2 separate regions of the Mus musculus genome follow, and region 2 is linked to region 1. Evidence: chromatin contacts called from public HiChIP or PLAC-seq data. All regions are on one chromosome and are shown on one strand. The core of a region is the stretch at or near the end of the contact, and the rest is flanking DNA. Distances in the headings are between cores, read along the strand shown. Region 1 holds the start of Olig1 (oligodendrocyte transcription factor 1). Region 2 has its middle 35 kb from the start of Olig1.

Evidence for each region. HiChIP or PLAC-seq counts read pairs in DNA pulled down with a chosen protein or histone mark.
Region 2: a contact with region 1 is called in an H3K27ac HiChIP or PLAC-seq map of neural progenitor cells, with 6 times the contacts expected there. The contact joins the enhancer-like site here to the promoter of Olig1 in region 1. A contact is called at or near these places in 5 of 39 promoter capture datasets (embryonic stem cells, frontonasal cranial neural crest, hematopoietic stem and progenitor cells and 2 more), 20 of 484 Hi-C or Micro-C datasets (astrocytes, brain, cerebral cortex and 12 more), 13 of 115 datasets of contacts at active chromatin or transcription factors (astrocytes, embryonic stem cells, forebrain and 5 more) and 3 of 9 other capture datasets (adipose tissue, embryonic stem cells and pancreatic islet).

The regions. Positions count from the first base shown.
Region 1 is chr16:91,265,199-91,272,876 of GRCm38.p6, reverse strand. Olig1 (oligodendrocyte transcription factor 1) reads right to left here and starts at 3,108. Exons shown (of 1, transcript NM_016968.4): 1 at 938-3,108. The coding sequence starts at 3,000. The coding sequence ends at 2,218.
Region 2 is chr16:91,300,971-91,308,648 of GRCm38.p6, reverse strand. No RefSeq gene overlaps it. Among named protein-coding and RNA genes, the nearest start is that of Olig1, 35 kb to the right of the region's middle. Within about 2 kb of position 4,263, at least 43 of the 459 cell types and tissues checked have an H3K27ac peak or open chromatin away from gene starts, as enhancers often do. A contact at or near this core is called in brain, cerebral cortex, cortical glia and 8 more, where this site is marked.

The sequences.
Region 1 (7,678 bases), core at 1,859-4,358:
GTAGCTGGCTTTCAGAGCTACTCTCTCTTTTGTGAGTCTGGGTTCCCTCAGGACAAGAATTGCCAGCATAGGAGGGCAGCCATTCCATAGCTCCATCCCCTTCTGCCTGTGTTCTCAGAGCGAATGTTTCTGCTCTGTATTCTGCTCCAGGGAAGCCCGTGCGTGCATGTAGTATCAAGTCAATAATCTCAGTTTCCTGGAACATCCCTCACCTAAGGGAAGGGGGAGGGGGAGGGGCCGAGGGGCAGCGGTGGGGGCATTTAAACAGAGGCTTGTATGTGAACAGATCAACACTCCAATTTTTAAATCTTCTTTCTTCTCTTGAGTCAGGGTCTCATGTAACCCAGGTTAGCCTTGAATTTAAGAGTAACCTCCTGCCAGGTGTGCACCCCCAATCTTGATTTATAGTGCCCCAAATTCTTAAAATCAATTCGATGGACCCCAAAGTTTTCCTCAGTTGGAATCAAATTGTGCCCAGTGTCTTATTGTATCATGGAGACAACTCTGCTTAAAAACAACCAACCTCCTGCAGATGGGGTGGGGGTAGGGGGCTCATATGTTTGTGATTCTGTTTACTACAAGACAGAAAAAAATATATTTCAAAGGAAAATGTTGAAATAAAGTATAATAATGTATGGCTTAATTCATCTGGGAATATCACTGGGAAGAAGATATATTTAAAGGAGCCCCTATCTCCTGAGTTTGGCCAAACCCCAGTCTCTTGGATTTTTCATTGCCCCTCTAACCAGCTCGCCCCTGCCCTTCTACGACCAGCTGATACCTGGATTTGAATCACAGTTGCCTCTCCATTGGATTATTTTACAGGTCAAGAATTCAAGTTTTAAAATGTGGAAACCCAGTCATTGTGATTTCACTCTTACGTTGTGACTCTAACAGGACACAAGGACATTTTTATTCAACAAACAGACGAAAAACGTAAAAATTCAACTGTTGACGTTTTATTTTGTGATTTCTGTACAGTTCAGGAGGGACAGAGTTAGAGGTCAAATAAAATGCCAGTTAAATTCGGCTACTGTCAACAACCCAAAACTTCCAACATAAAAAAGAATCAAAGCAAGCTGGTGAAGATTATGCAATAATCTTGGGTAATTTCCTAACGCTAGTCACAAGCCAAGACGCGGCACCCACGCGCGCACGCGTCCACGGAGTTCTTCAGCCGCACTGCTGTGGTTAAGGACCAGCCTGTGAAGTGCCAGCGCCTTCCCGCCTGCAGCGCGGCGGGTAGGCGGTTTGGGATCCTCGCCCAACTCCGCTTACTTTAATGAGAACGTTAATGACCGAATTTTATAAGCCTGCGCTACGACGTGCCTTGCTACCTATTTTAGTAAGTCCGAACACCGATGGCATGGAACGTGGTTGGAATTTTGTTTTCAAGCAAGCTCAAACGTTGGTTAAGCTACCTTTAGGGAAGTGGAGACTAAGTAAGGGTTTTAGGTTTTAAGGAGCATAAACTGCAACAAAACACCTGGGCGAGCCTGAAAAACAGAACTGGGAGTGGAGAGGAACCTCTCCACTTCGCATCCCCAACCACCGAGCGCGGTAACCGAGCGCACCCGCGTAACATCCAGCTCGGAAACCCTGGGCTTTCCAGAGCGGCCCATCCGTAACACCCTTGATGTTTGTACCGGTGGCCTGGGCTTTCTAGACCTCCTAGATCCGCATGGTTTGGCTGGAGAGAGCAAGGGAGCCTGTGCGCTCAGGCCCTGGACAAGGAAAGGACGCCCCTCTGGGTAGACACTGTTGGGGAGCAGCTCTTAGGCCAGGGAGCGGAAGCATGCCAGGAAACCAAGCTGGGGGCAGCCTTTCGCTGCACCCAGGGCAACCCCCTTATACCGCACCGGCCGGCTACCGTCCTCCCCGACTCCGCGATGCTCACGGATACGAGAATAGCCCGCGGTGGTGGGGGTTGTCACCCCTGCCAGTGGGTGAGTTGTGGTGGGGATGCGAAGACTTCTGGCTCTAAACAGGTGGGATTCATCTAGAATCCCAAGCAACTACATCGCTCCTTGGAACACCCGCTTGGGTTATTTTAATTGCCAGGGAGTGGGGGCGGGGAAGAAGGCGCCCTACAGTCTGTCGTCTGGGAGAGAAGTCTGGAAATGTCCTCCTTTCTGGGGCCAGCTCTGCCTAGATCCAGGACGCGGGGGCGCGGGAAGATTGGCTGAGGTCGCGCTCCGCCCCGGGCCCAGCCAGCCCTCACTTGGAGAACTGGGCCTGCACCGCTGCCAAGCCCAGGCCGGCGGGGACCAGATGCGGGAACTTGCACACCGCACAGGAGCAGAGGCCAGGGCTACCCGCGCCACCAGCTGGGAGAGAGAACTGGCCGCACGGTGGCTCGTCGAGCGCTAGAGACAGGTACTTGGTGGGGCGCAGCGTTTCGGGGGGTCCCACGGCACCGGGTGCCAGCAGCACAGAGCCCGGCGCGGCAGCCAGAAGAGGCAGGCCAGCGAGGAGCAGGCGCGGGGCGGCGGGTCCCGCACCGTCGCCGAGCGCGCGGCGCAGCTCCTGCAGCGAGCTACCCAGCAGCAGGATGTAGTTGCGGGCGAGCAGCAGCGTGGCAATCTTGGAGAGCTTGCGGCCCGGCGCGCCCTGGCAGTGCGCTGCCGAGTAGGGTAGGATAACTTCGCGCAGCGCGTCCATGGCCAAGTTCAGGTCCTGCATGCGCTTCCGCTCGCGGCTGTTGATCTTGCGCCGCAGCTGCTGCTGCTGCTGTTCCTCTTTGGCGTCGGCCCGGGCGCCCCCGGACTCTGGCGCAGGTCCCCGAGGTTCAGCGAGCGGAGCTTCGGCCTTCTCGCGCGCAGGCTTGGGGAGAAGGGATGCGGTGGAAGAGGATGAGGATGAGGATGAGGAGATAGGTGGCTGCCTGTAACCCACCAGCTCATACAGCGAGGCCCCGAGCTGCACGTCTCCAGGCCGCTGTGGCCGCAACATGGTCGCGGGAGCCGCGTTCACACGCGCCTGGGAAATCGCATAGTACATCTGGGGCGGGGGCTGTGGGGCGACCCGGGGCGCCCTTCACTAACGCCCAGGGGTGGGCCGGTCGGCAGATCGCCCTCCCCGCGGACCTGCGTGCCGGCGGATGACAGTGAGGGGCCGTGCGCGCCTGACACCTTTAAACCCGGCTTGGGAACCTGCGAGGACCGCGGTTGGCGGGGTGCAGCCAATGGAGGCGTGAGCTTGGCCACAGGCGAGTGTTCATTGGTCGCCTGAGCAGAGGTACAGCCAGAGTTGCCAGAGAGGGTTATCGTGGGGCGCCTGCGCGGGTGCCACAGCGCCCGCCCTGGGAGGGCAAGGGAGGGAGCTTTAGGGCAAAACATTGTTCCTTCCGAATTCTAGTTCAGCTGGTCAGGCTAAAATGGCTTTTGCCTCCCTTTATCTCTCGAGCTCTATTGCCATCCCTTTTTATAGTTACATTTGTCCTTGTAAAATGTGATCAGCCAGTAATCCCATCGCTGGGAACTACTGAAGCAGGAAGGAGAGGAGGCCAATCTGGGCTCCAAAGTGAGAGGTTGGCTGTTATAAAAATGCAGTCTAATATTCATAACATGAAACGTAACCATCCCAGAGTGCGCAGTTCAGTCGTTAAAACGCCTGACTGTTGACACGATTTTGCAACAGATGGCCAGGACTTGTTTGCTTTTTGCAAAACTTAAACCCTTAAACCATCAAAACAGCAACTCTAACTCTTGGTAAGCATTAAAGAGAAAACCCCCTCTGCTTGTCTTAGTTCTCACTGCTGTGATAAGCACTGGAACCAAAAGAAACTGAGGGGGGGGAGTTCCCTTGGCTGACACCTGCCAATCACAGCTCCTCACTGTGGAAAGTTAGCTCAGGAACTCAGGAAGTTAGCAGGCACAGAGGCAAGAACCAAGAGTAGCCAACTGAGGGGAGCTCTAACCTGCTTCCTTCTGCAGGCGCAGGATCGCAGGATCGGGTTACCTTTCTTATAGAGCACAGGCCCACCTGCTGGGAATGGTGCCAGCTCGCAGTGCGCTGGGCCCTCCCACATCAATTATTAATAAAGAAAATGCATCAGCGAGGAGTCCACCAGGCTGATCTGGTGACGTCAGTGTTCTCATTTGAGGTTCCCTCTTTTCAGGTATATCCAGTTGACAAACAACCACTTCTCCACCTTGGTAAATATCACCCCGGGTGGGGTGTGTCTGCGTGACTTTGTTTTCTCTGGGAATCCCATATAGGCAGTCAGTCGTATTTGTCTCCCATATACACAGTCGTATTTGTCTTTTAGTGGCTCATTGTTCATTTTGGTGACTTAGCATGTGTTCAGGCTTCATCCATGTCAGATATAGCGCGCATCTCGATTCTTCTCCTCCTGTATCCAAGGTCGGGCCCCACTCCGTGTTTATTAAAAGATAACTTTAAACTTAAGATCCTCCTTGTCTCTGCCTCCCGGATCCTGGGAATACAAGCACTCACTCACCGTGCCCAGTTTATGCACTGGTGTGGATCTGAAGCCAGGGTTTTGTGCACACAGGGCAAGCACCCTACCCACAGAGCCACGCAGTCCCAGCCTGAATTCTTCCTGCTGAAAAAGCCAAATAGCTCACTACACTTCCCAGGGACGTCTTACATTTCCTGTAACCACCGCCTTTATCTGAGCTCACAGAGGGTGGCTTCAACCTCAGGGCTATTAGGACAATGCTCCTATGTGTGTGTCTACCTGACCAGGGCGTAGGATGGTTACTTTCCGTTACTTTCACCCCAGCTCTCTGATCCACAGGTCTACAAGGATGAAGGAGTCTTTGGGGTTACAAAACATCTCATCCTTCCCCAAAGGGATGTGAGCTGTTTTTATCAGTGACTTGACTCTTCCTTAAGCAAACCCCACTCTGGCCTCTGATCAGAAAGAACATAACACCCGACATTCCTACCTGTTGAGGGGGGTACCAAATATTTCTCGAGCACAATGGGATTCCTTGTGGAAGCTGGCATCCCTGCACACAAGTGGGGCATACACCTGCAGCTTGTCAGAGTCCTGAACTGTCCCTCAGGAAGAGTTGTACGGTATCTAAAAACCCACTGACCAATAAGTGGCATCAGGCCGTTATGTCACTGTGAATTAGATAATAAAATGAGGGTCAGAATAAAATGCATCTCCAGTTGTACACTCGTTGCTTCAGGTGCACAACAGTGATTGTTGTTACCTGCAGAACAGCAGATGTGGGTCCTCCTCCCACGGCAGAAAGGTCAGATCTAGCTCCTAGCAGAAGATGCACTTCGCCCTGGATACTTTTTATGGAAGACAAGAAGGAGTGCCTGCCGTAAGAACTGCCGTTTGCTATGAACACACTTGCTGACTTCAAGACGGCCATGTTCTTTCACCAACATCGGTCCTCCAACCTCCAAGTGAACTTGTAACATCCTGCGTTGGTGCAGACTCAACACAGCTTTCCTCTTTGCCTGGGATACTCCCCAGCTCTCCTCTGTCAACATACTTGACCAAACACTGGCAGTATTGCTCCAGCCTGGATTGTCTTATGTGTAGAAATTATCTTGTCCAGGCAGGATGGTTTCCAGAGCACCTGTTTGTCTCTACATCCGTCTGAAGAGCAGTATCATGCTTTGGTGTCTCCTGTGTGTCTAAGAGATGCGAAGGTGGGTTTGAAATCACTGCTAGCTCACAATAACAACAAGCTCCTCACTGAAATATGCAAACGCCCGAAGGTGCTCACTCAGAGAGGACTCTGGCAATAGGAGCCCACTTGGGAAGAGAGGGGGTGGCTGGAAGAAAAAGCTGGGTTGAAAAACAAAATCGTACCAGACGGGAAGCAAAGTGACACTGAAGAAATAGAGAATTCAACACTTCACTAACCATGTCACCCTCAGGTGGAGCTTTCTGTTTGAAATGTTTTCATGTACTTGCATTTGACTCTCCCAGGACCCTGGTAGCTGGGCATTTTTGATCCCCATTAAACATGATAAAACTGAGATTCTCAGGGGGCACTAGACTACTGAATGCCTTCAGACAGAAAAGCAAAGCTTCTCTATCAGTAAATGGCTTCTCAGAACCCCTCTTCCTGGCCAAGCTTCCAGGAGAGAGCTGAAGGGATAAAGGACGAATTGCCCAGCAGAAGTCTAACCAGTACTGACAAGGTTATGGGTTCCAGCTAGGCTCATTAAGAATGGGGACACCACCCCCAGAAATCCCACGCCACCTTGGCAGCCCCTGCCCAGCCGGTTCCCTCTGGACCTCATAGTCCAAAGCACTAGATCAGGCAAGCTTTGGTGATCTCTCTCTGGCTTTCTTCTCTGCCCACTCCCTAGTCAGGGCCCTAGGCAGTCAAATAGGGAGGCAGAACCCAGTCTTGAGTCCCAATGACCCAGAGTGTTCCCCCTAGGTTTCCCAACCACAGGCAGGGGCAACAAGAATCTTGCCTCCAGGAGACACTTTTATTGTGGATATTCCGGAGGGGTGTTTTAAACCTTGGCTTCACTTCATCAGCCCCTTCTTGGAGGAGAAGCAAGCACCCCCACACACACCCCCATGGAGGATAATGGTAGTCAGCCTGCATTTAGGTATTCCAGTGGAGGGCCCCAGAAGAGAGTTCCGGGTGGCCGTACGGTCCCAACATGGGCACAGGATTTGGCATTCTTTGGAGCTGGTGACTTGGATGGCCCCTTGTGCCGGGCCCAGAGCTCCAACAGCATGCAAAGCATGACAGCTGGCAGAGGCCAGTGAGGCACTGTGGCCGCTGGCAGGGACCCATGCAGTCTGTCTCAGGGGAGGCAGCTGCTGTGGCCTCCCACATTCAGGACATGCTTGGAGAACAAGTTGCACCAGCCCTAACAACGCTCTTGTCTTCACCCAAATGGGCTCTCTCTCTCTCTCTCTCCCTCTCTCTCTCTCTCTCTCTGTGTGTGTGTGTGTATCTGTCTCTCTCTGTATGTGTACTGTGTGTATCTCTGTCTCTGTCTATCTCTGTCTCTCTGTCTCTCCTCTATGTCTCTTTCTGTGTCTGTCTCTCTGTCTCTCTCTTTCTCTGTGTGTCTGTGTATCTGTCTCTCTCATATGTATATTGTGTGATTCTCTGTCTCTCTGTGTATCTCTGTCTCTCTGTCTCTCCTCTCTCTATTTCTCTCTGTCTCTGTCTCTCTTTGTCTCTCTGTCTTTCTCTGTGTGTGTATCTGTCTCTCTCTCTCTTTATGTGTACTGTGTGTATCTGTCTCTGTGTCTCCCTGTCTCTCTCTCTCTCTCTCTCTCTGTGTATCTGTCTCTCTCTTTCTGTATGTGTATTGTGTGTATCTCTCTGTCTGTCTCTCTGTGTCTCTCTGTGTCTCTGTCTCTCCTCTATTTCTCTGTCTCTGTCTCTCTTTGTCTCTCTGTCTCTGTCTCTCTCTCTGTGTGTGTCTCTCTGTCTTTCTCTCTGTGTGTATCTGTCTCTCTCTCTCTCTCTTTATGTGTACTGTATGTATCTGTCTCTGTGTCTCCCTGTCTCTCTCTCTCTGTGTGTGTATCTGTCTCTCTCTTTCTGTATGTGTATTGTGTGTATCTCTCTGTCTGTCTCTCTGTGTCTCTCTGTGTCTCTGTCTCTCCTCTATTTCTCTGTCTCTGTCTCTGTCTCTCTTTGTCTCTCTGTCTCTGTCTCTGTCTCTCTCTCTCTCTCTCTCTCTCTCTCTCTCTCTCTGTGTCTCTCTC
Region 2 (7,678 bases), core at 3,014-5,513, 35 kb before region 1:
GGGGCCTGGGTCTTTTGGAAGAGCAAGCAGCACTTTTAACTTCCGAGCTGTCTCTCCAGTCCCTTGTAATCGTGTTCTTGAAGGGCTAGCTGAGTAGGATTCAGTCCCAGAGGTACAACTTCAGGGTCACGGGCTGTTAGCATCCCTTACAGGTGGGCATTTAGGGTATCCTGGTCTCTCTCCTGTAAAGAGTGCTGTGATACCTTCCCATGTTCCTCCCTTCTTTGCACACTTGAAGGATGAGCTCCTTAGGAGAGAGGCTCAGGAGGGGAGCTTCCCGGCCACTGGGTGTAAATGTTATTCATGTTGGTAGAAACTACCAGCTTACTGTCAGGACAGACTGTTACAATTCACACTGCCACCAGCAAAGTGGGAGAAGGGTTAACTATGCCTTCCTAGCCCAGATGTCTTTCTAAATATAATTCCATCCATGTCTACCCTTTGGCTGCACTCCCTGTGGGTCCCAAGATTCGGGGTCAGGAGTATTTTGCCTGATGACAGCTATCTGGAGAAAAGTTTCCCACCCGTATCAATCAGAATTCATAAACGTGTGATGTGTGCAACTGTTTCCAATTTAAGTATCAAGACAGTTGCCAAACACCACCCAAGCCTACCTACAAAGATGAAGTAGGATTTGTCCATTCATGGTGAGTACTTCATATACAAAGAAAAGGCAGAAGGTTTTCTACAGTACCACATGGACATTTCTATTAGCTTTAATATTCTAGGTACACTTTTAAATTTCTACCAAAAATGTCAACAGGAGTGTTTTGGTGGGAGCCAAAGCCACTAGGCTGTGACAAATTATTTATATACCTGCTAGAAAGTTGGAGAAGAAAAGGGCCAGAACTCAGTTACAATTGTGTAAACATGGCATCTGCACCCATTTTTTTTTTCTACAAAGAATCCTTCCTCATGTCTTAGGTCTGTTTGTGATCTCACAATCAGATCACATGTTGGGGGGAAACCCATTTTCAAATTTCAGCTCTCAAAAACAAACCCAGAAAGACAGAAACAACAAAATCCCCAAACCCAAAGCATTCTTTCTAGAGAGCAGCCTGTCCTGAGGGCAGGAGGGGCTTGGAAAATGCCTGCTGTAAGGACCCTGAGGCTGGGTGTCACTAAAGGCAACGCCCACTCTTAAGAGTCAAACTGTACACATGGATGTATACCTAAGGTGGCAACTGTGTGCATGGCATATCTTAAAAAAACAAAAAAACCCAGCAGTCATAAGAATAAATCTATAGAAAATGTAGTCAAATTCAGCTTCATGCTATATAAAGTCCTACAATAGAAATATAGCTGGACATAAGCCAAATTTCTAATCTAACCAAACAATTTGCCAAATTTTAACAGTGTGAATACATCTACTCTTCTGAAGGGTCAGTGTGCATTTAGATGCATGATGAGTCCTCATTAGGTTATTTTTCTATTAGAATGTTAAAAGTCAACAATTATTGTTAGTGACCGTTTCTTAAACTCTTACTATTTGGCCAGGCATTTGCTGAGAATTTGTCTTCTCATTTTCTAAATGTGTGAAATAAAATAGGTGCTAGCCCTTTTAAATGCTGAGAATAGCTATGAAGTGATTTTCCCAGCTAGCAAATTCTCACGTAATCGTTCAGCCTTTGGAACAGCAGGATGGTGCAGTGGGTAAAAGCCCTGGCTGCCAAGCCTGACAACCTGAGAGTGACCCCCAGAGCCCACATGGTGAGAGAAAAGAACCACACCCTGCAAGCTGACCTCTGACCTCACGTAGCCTCATGCATGTTGTAGGCACACAGGAGCTTGTGCATCTGTACACACGTGCTTGTATATGCACACACGCGCGCGCGCGCGCGCGCGCACACACACACACACACACACACACTCTGAACAAGTGAATGGAGAGGAGAAGGAAGAGAAGGGAGAAGGAAGAGGAGGAGGAGGAGGAAGAGGAAGAAGAAAAAGAAGAAAAGGAAAGAGGAAGAGAAGGAGGAGGAGGAAAAGAAGAAGGAGGGGAAGGAGGAGGAGGAGGAGAAGAAGAAGAGGAAGAAGAAGAAGAAGAAGAAGAAGAAGAAGAAGAAGAAGAAGAAGAAGAAGAAGAAGAAGAAGAAGAAGAAAGAAAGAAAGAAAGAAAGAAAAAAGTTGTTTTTGTTCCTGTTGTCACCTTAGATGGCTCTGGCTATAAACTGGCCCATTTTGCATGAGGAAAGTATTTAGAGATGTTATTTGATGAGACAGTCCTCGTATACGTTGTTTTAAGCCTATGCATAAAACTCAAAACAATATAAACAGGAGTCAGAACTAGGCACATAAGCTGGGCCAGCTTTTGGGTCCATTTGACCTTTTCCATTTCTATAATAAAAACTCCCCATCACATCGACACAAGTGCATTGGTGGCAGAAACTGGATTTGGGTCATTTCTGGAGAATGACACTTCTTTCATTGAAACAGCCCTTCTCTGCAGTGTGTGTGTGTGTGTGTGTGTGTGTGTGTGTGTGTGTGTTTGCCTGCCTCATGAAGCGAGCATTCAGGTGGTACAAGGCTGCTGGTGACTTGTTCAGCTATTTGTGAAGAAGCTGGCAAGCTTGGGCCTTCTCCCTGGCAGGCAAGAGAAAGGCTCGCTTGTTCGTGAAATATCGGCTAAAAGGCTGCTGCAGGTGGGGCCGTCAGTGACATGTTGTTGGAAGCAGAGACCGACTGCAGGTGCCACCTCTGGGACACGGATGTGTGCTTCCTCGGCCTGGGGCCGGAGAAAGAGGACTGCCAACCCCCCAGAAAGAAGCACACTGTTGTCCTCAGGGTGAATGAAAAAGATGTTTCAGTGCTGTGGACGGATCTCGATGGTTTGCACAGAGGACAAAACGTCTCCTATAAAATCCCATTTACATAGTCCTATCTCACTTGGGCTTTTGGTGACCAGATTCAATTGTGCTGGTGTCCCCTGTGCAGTGTGATATCATAGCTTCAGAGGAAGGCTTTATTTAGAGGTCACACTAGTTTGTCCTGGGGATGTAGTCATTTTTTGTGTCACGGACAATGTTTTACTGTGGAGATAGGAGCCAGATGGCTCAGCCACTTGCAGTCCGGGGCGAAACAGTGTCGGTATTGTTGGCGAATAAACAGAATCTATTATCTGCTGCTCATGAAACTGTAGTACCCACCACTGTTTGGAGATGAAGTATTTAACAAATTGTTAGGTCTTGCTTAAAGCTGCTATAACACAGCACCTCAGAAACTAGAAATCTTACATATTCTTAAAAGCAACTGCTGCCTCTGACCGGCTTTCTTCTCTCCCCGCCCCCCTTCCATCCTGAGAGGCCATTCATGCTTACAGTAGTGGAGGCCCTGATTTTTGTTTCTTTCCCACCGCAATCCATATGCTAATATGATCTGTAATCCGTGTGCCCATGCAGTGGGGGAACAACAGCCTCCTCAATTTTCTCACCCCCTCTGAACCAGGCCACCTATTTGTCAATCCCGAGCAGCACAGAGGAGCTTTATAGGGTGTTGTGTGTCACTTGCAGGAGTGGCTTCTTCCCAACACTTTGGATATAGGAGGTGAAGTGTCTGGAGTGGTCTTCTTGCTTGGCAACTCAGTACCCGTCAGGGGGTGAGCTGCCCACACACCTCTCACTATAATAGAGAGGCTTGGGAGAATTGTGAAATGTTAGTTTTTCTTGGAAACCCATGTTTGGTGTTGCCCTCTGCATTTAAACCACTACCAGTCATTTCTTTTCCTTTTCCTTCTTCTTTTCCTTCTTCTTTTCCTCCTCCTCCTCCTCCTCCTCCTCCTCCTCCTCCTCCTCCTCCTCCTTCTCTTCCTCCTCCTCCTCCTCCTCCTCCTCCTCCTCCTCCTCCTCCTCCTCCTCCTCCTCCTCCTCCTTCTTCTTCTTCTTCTTCTTCTTCTTCTTCTTCTTCTTCTTCTTCTTCTTTTGTTTGAGCACACACCTTCCCTTTCTAAGCAGAGCACACTTCCCATTTAACTTGGCCCAGCTGTGGCTGGGTCTATTGCAATGTCAGAAGTATTCATTTCCTGTTTTAATTGCAGCGAAAGCCAACCTTGACTGGCAAGGAGAAAGGCACTGACAGGTTTGGGCTGTGTCCAGACCTCCTCAGACTCTCCGGCAGCCAACTGTTTGACAGTCTATGCAAATACATGCAAATGCAGGGACACTGGCCTGACACCTGCAGAAAGTGACCATCCCCACTCAGGCTTGGCCTCCCCTGTAACTGGGGGCTTTGAAATGCTGCTTGGTTGCTTTCTGTCAGTTTATTATGCATTTGTCAGCAGAACGTCGGGCTGCTGAAAACACCCCTCTTTGTCCCTAGGAGCCGCACAGCTCCGTGTGGTGCCACAAGGGCCGGGATAGTGGCGTGGCTTCTGGCCAGCTCTTGTGAATCCTCCCCTCTGTCCCAAGGCCCAAATGCAGACTCCGAACTCTTGCGGGCTTGCCCACACGGAGGAAGGCCTTCTGTTTCTCTGGATTCGAAGACATAATGGTGGTGGTGGGGCAACAGAGGGGAAGGCCAGCTCCCTGGCAGCTGGAAGTTGGTGACTTTGAGAGAAAATGTGTCCTGGATTTTAAAAAGCCAAAAGCAAGAGATCTGCCCGGGCTGTCAGAGAATCAGAGATGAGGAGAAGGCCTGTTGCCGCGAGTGGGGATCATAGGATCGCCTGCCACACACAGCACCTCCAGACGGCAGGAAGAGTGCCAGGTGGCGGGACTCTCGCGGCCATTGCCGGCAGGCCATCTCGGCTCCCATCTGCTCAGGCCTTCGTTGGCCTCTCACGGTCCTCTAAGAGACGTTGGCACTGGTCGGACAGCTGTTCTTTCTGAGTTCTATGTGAGGGTGTGTAGGTTCAGTGTCACCTTTTTGAAGATAAGTCGGGCAACATCATCATTATGGCCCCGTAGCCGTAGACTGGAACAAGATTTGGATTCCAGTGACTTCTTTCAGTCCTTCTGGGGAGAGAATAAGTTAGGAGTGCCAGACAGCAGCATCCTACAGATCTTCTTAATGTTCGTCAACAGATCTGGAAAGAACACTTGTAACTTTCTTTGTGTGACTGGGCTTTAGCTTTCTCGAGCAACTTATTTGGGAAATGGTTATGCACAACAGAACTTCTGGGATCTGGATAAATGGCTCAGTGGACAAAGTCCTGCCACACAAGCATGGGGACCAGGCTTTGAATCCCTAGAGCTCAGATACGTCCTGTGCACAGTAGCTTGTCTTTAGCCTTAGGCTAGACCCTATTGTGAGATGGTAACATACTATCTAGAAGCCTGTGGGCCAGTTAGCCTGCAGACGGCAGAAGAGGGGTACAGTGTTAAAGTGAATGGTGAGGACTGGCACCCAAGATCGTCTGGAGCAGTCACGCATACACACAAGCAGAAATTTCTAAATCCAGCCGTCCATAGACAGACTGGAAGGAACTTGAAACATGAGTGTGAGCATGCAACACAGATGGGTGTGTGTGCATGTTTATTTGTAAGCATGCATGTGTGTGTGAGTGTGTGTGCCTGCATGTGCGTATAAGTGTGTGAATAAGTGTAAATGTGTGCGTATATATATGTGCATGCATGTATGTGTGTGTGAATGCATGTGCGTGCATGTGTGTGTGGGTGTGTATGAGTGTGTGTGTGCTTTGGAGGGTGGGAACCTGAATATGTATAACCTGAACACACTGAGCATAGGAAGAGCTCTGGCAGTGTCTGGCCAATGTCTGGTATTGCTTATAGTCAGTGGTCTTGGGGCTGGGCTACAGCTCAAAATAGATGATTTCTGGCGTAAAGATCCCCTTGCCATTCGTACAGTTTAAATCCACCAAATGATCAACTCATTCCTCCTTGTCTGTTAACAAGATGTGGTAAATCCTGGGGAAACTATCAGGAAACATTTTATTATGTGGTCCTCTCCGGCTTCAGGAGGAAAAACCAGCGTGTGCTGCTCTGTAGCCGGGAGAATGGTCCTCCTCTGAGACCCAGAGGATGCAAGCGCCCCCGACTCAGATGTGCAGCTAATGAGAATAAGGCGCTCATTACTTGAAGATTGCATTGTTGATCAACATAATGCTGGTGCCAAATGCTTGGTAAGTCTGTGGGATTTCTAAATGCACAGAGAAAGACATGGGATAAGCTCTATAAACAGCACTGGACAGCTGCTGCTATGGGTAAACTGAGGCACAAAGGCATTGATAAGAATCCACCCAAGGTCCCGGTCACTTTGCAATAGAACCCATTTCTTAGGCACGTGCCTTTTCTTAATACTATCACATAGCATGTGCTATAAGGAAAACTCTAGTGATCCAATAATACCCGCAGAACATGGGTTTGAGGCCTGCATATGGGTGCTGAAGTTAATTTGAATTAGATGGAGGAGTAGATGGGGCGAGCCTGGGACCAGATCCCCAGTTACTCTGAATATCCATGAGATCCATATTGTCTGTGGTTGTCATAACACCGACAAAGAACGAAAGCAGGAATGTCACTGGCTGGCTTTGGGGATGAATTTCACCAGCCCTGGTCCTGGTACAAGGTGGCCAGACCCACTCTTCTGCTCAGGGCCAAGGCAAGCCCCTTGGCGACCAGTCTTGATTGACTAAAAGGAGAGACTTATACCTTACCCAGCTCCAATTCCTAGGGTCTTTCATTTAAATGAGCCCGTGCTTTGCCGTAAATAAAATAGAAATGTCTACGATGGAAAAAAGTTCCACACAAACGCCACTGCTTCCTATCGCCCTAGTTCTTTCTCTTGCGCCCTGCATCTCTTTCTCCTTTTTAGAAACACACTTTGGAGCCCAAGGTGGTTGTGTTTAAGCAGCTTTAATGTCCTTTCAGGGCTCTGCGCAAGGTTGTGGTCACTCAGGCAGCAATAACTTTGAAAAAATGACCCGTCTACACCCAAACAATAACAGAATCCCCCTTTTTATGTTGGAAACGCCCACGGCTTTCTGCGCATCCCCAGACTCCCCACGTAGATGCAACTGTTTGACCAGCCTTCTACTGAACAACTTAATTAAGCAAAAGAAAACGTGTCAGTTTCTGCCAACCTCACAAAAACAGAGCTGTGGGGGTAAAAAGGGTCGGCCGAATTAACCCACATTCCTGAACGGGTTCACTAAAGCGAGGCCTGGCTTTGCGGCAATGCCAAGGGGAGCCGCGCGCGGGATCGCCATTCACATTTATCAAGACATATTGTTCGCCAGATCATACTGAACACAATTAAAGCTGCAGGACCTCGGGGGGCCGAGGCTCGGGGTGAGCTTAGCTTAACTTAAAAAAAAAAAAAGAAAAAGAAAAAAAGAAAAGAAAGAAAGAAAGAAACTTGTCACGACACGGTGCCCACTACTGACACTCTGCACAGTGACGGGGACAAAACAGATTTCGCCCGACCATATGCAAACAGCAAGTTGTTTTTAGTGCCCCCTTTCTACACCCCCTTACCCACCTTCTTCTCTCCCCTTCCACTTCCATGAAAGCACATGCCGTGTGCAAAGAGACTGCATGTTCTGTATGTCATTTGTCTTGGCCAGACCAAACCTGGATTACCACCCCAGCTCAACCCTTTCTTTTTGGTGCTGGGAGGCGGAGAAGAATCCCTTCTTAAAGCCGTCTCTGGAAGCTGGGAAAGCGGAGACCCCAGGAATCCTGCTTTCTAGCCAATTAAATTTAGTTGCACCCCCCCACCCCCC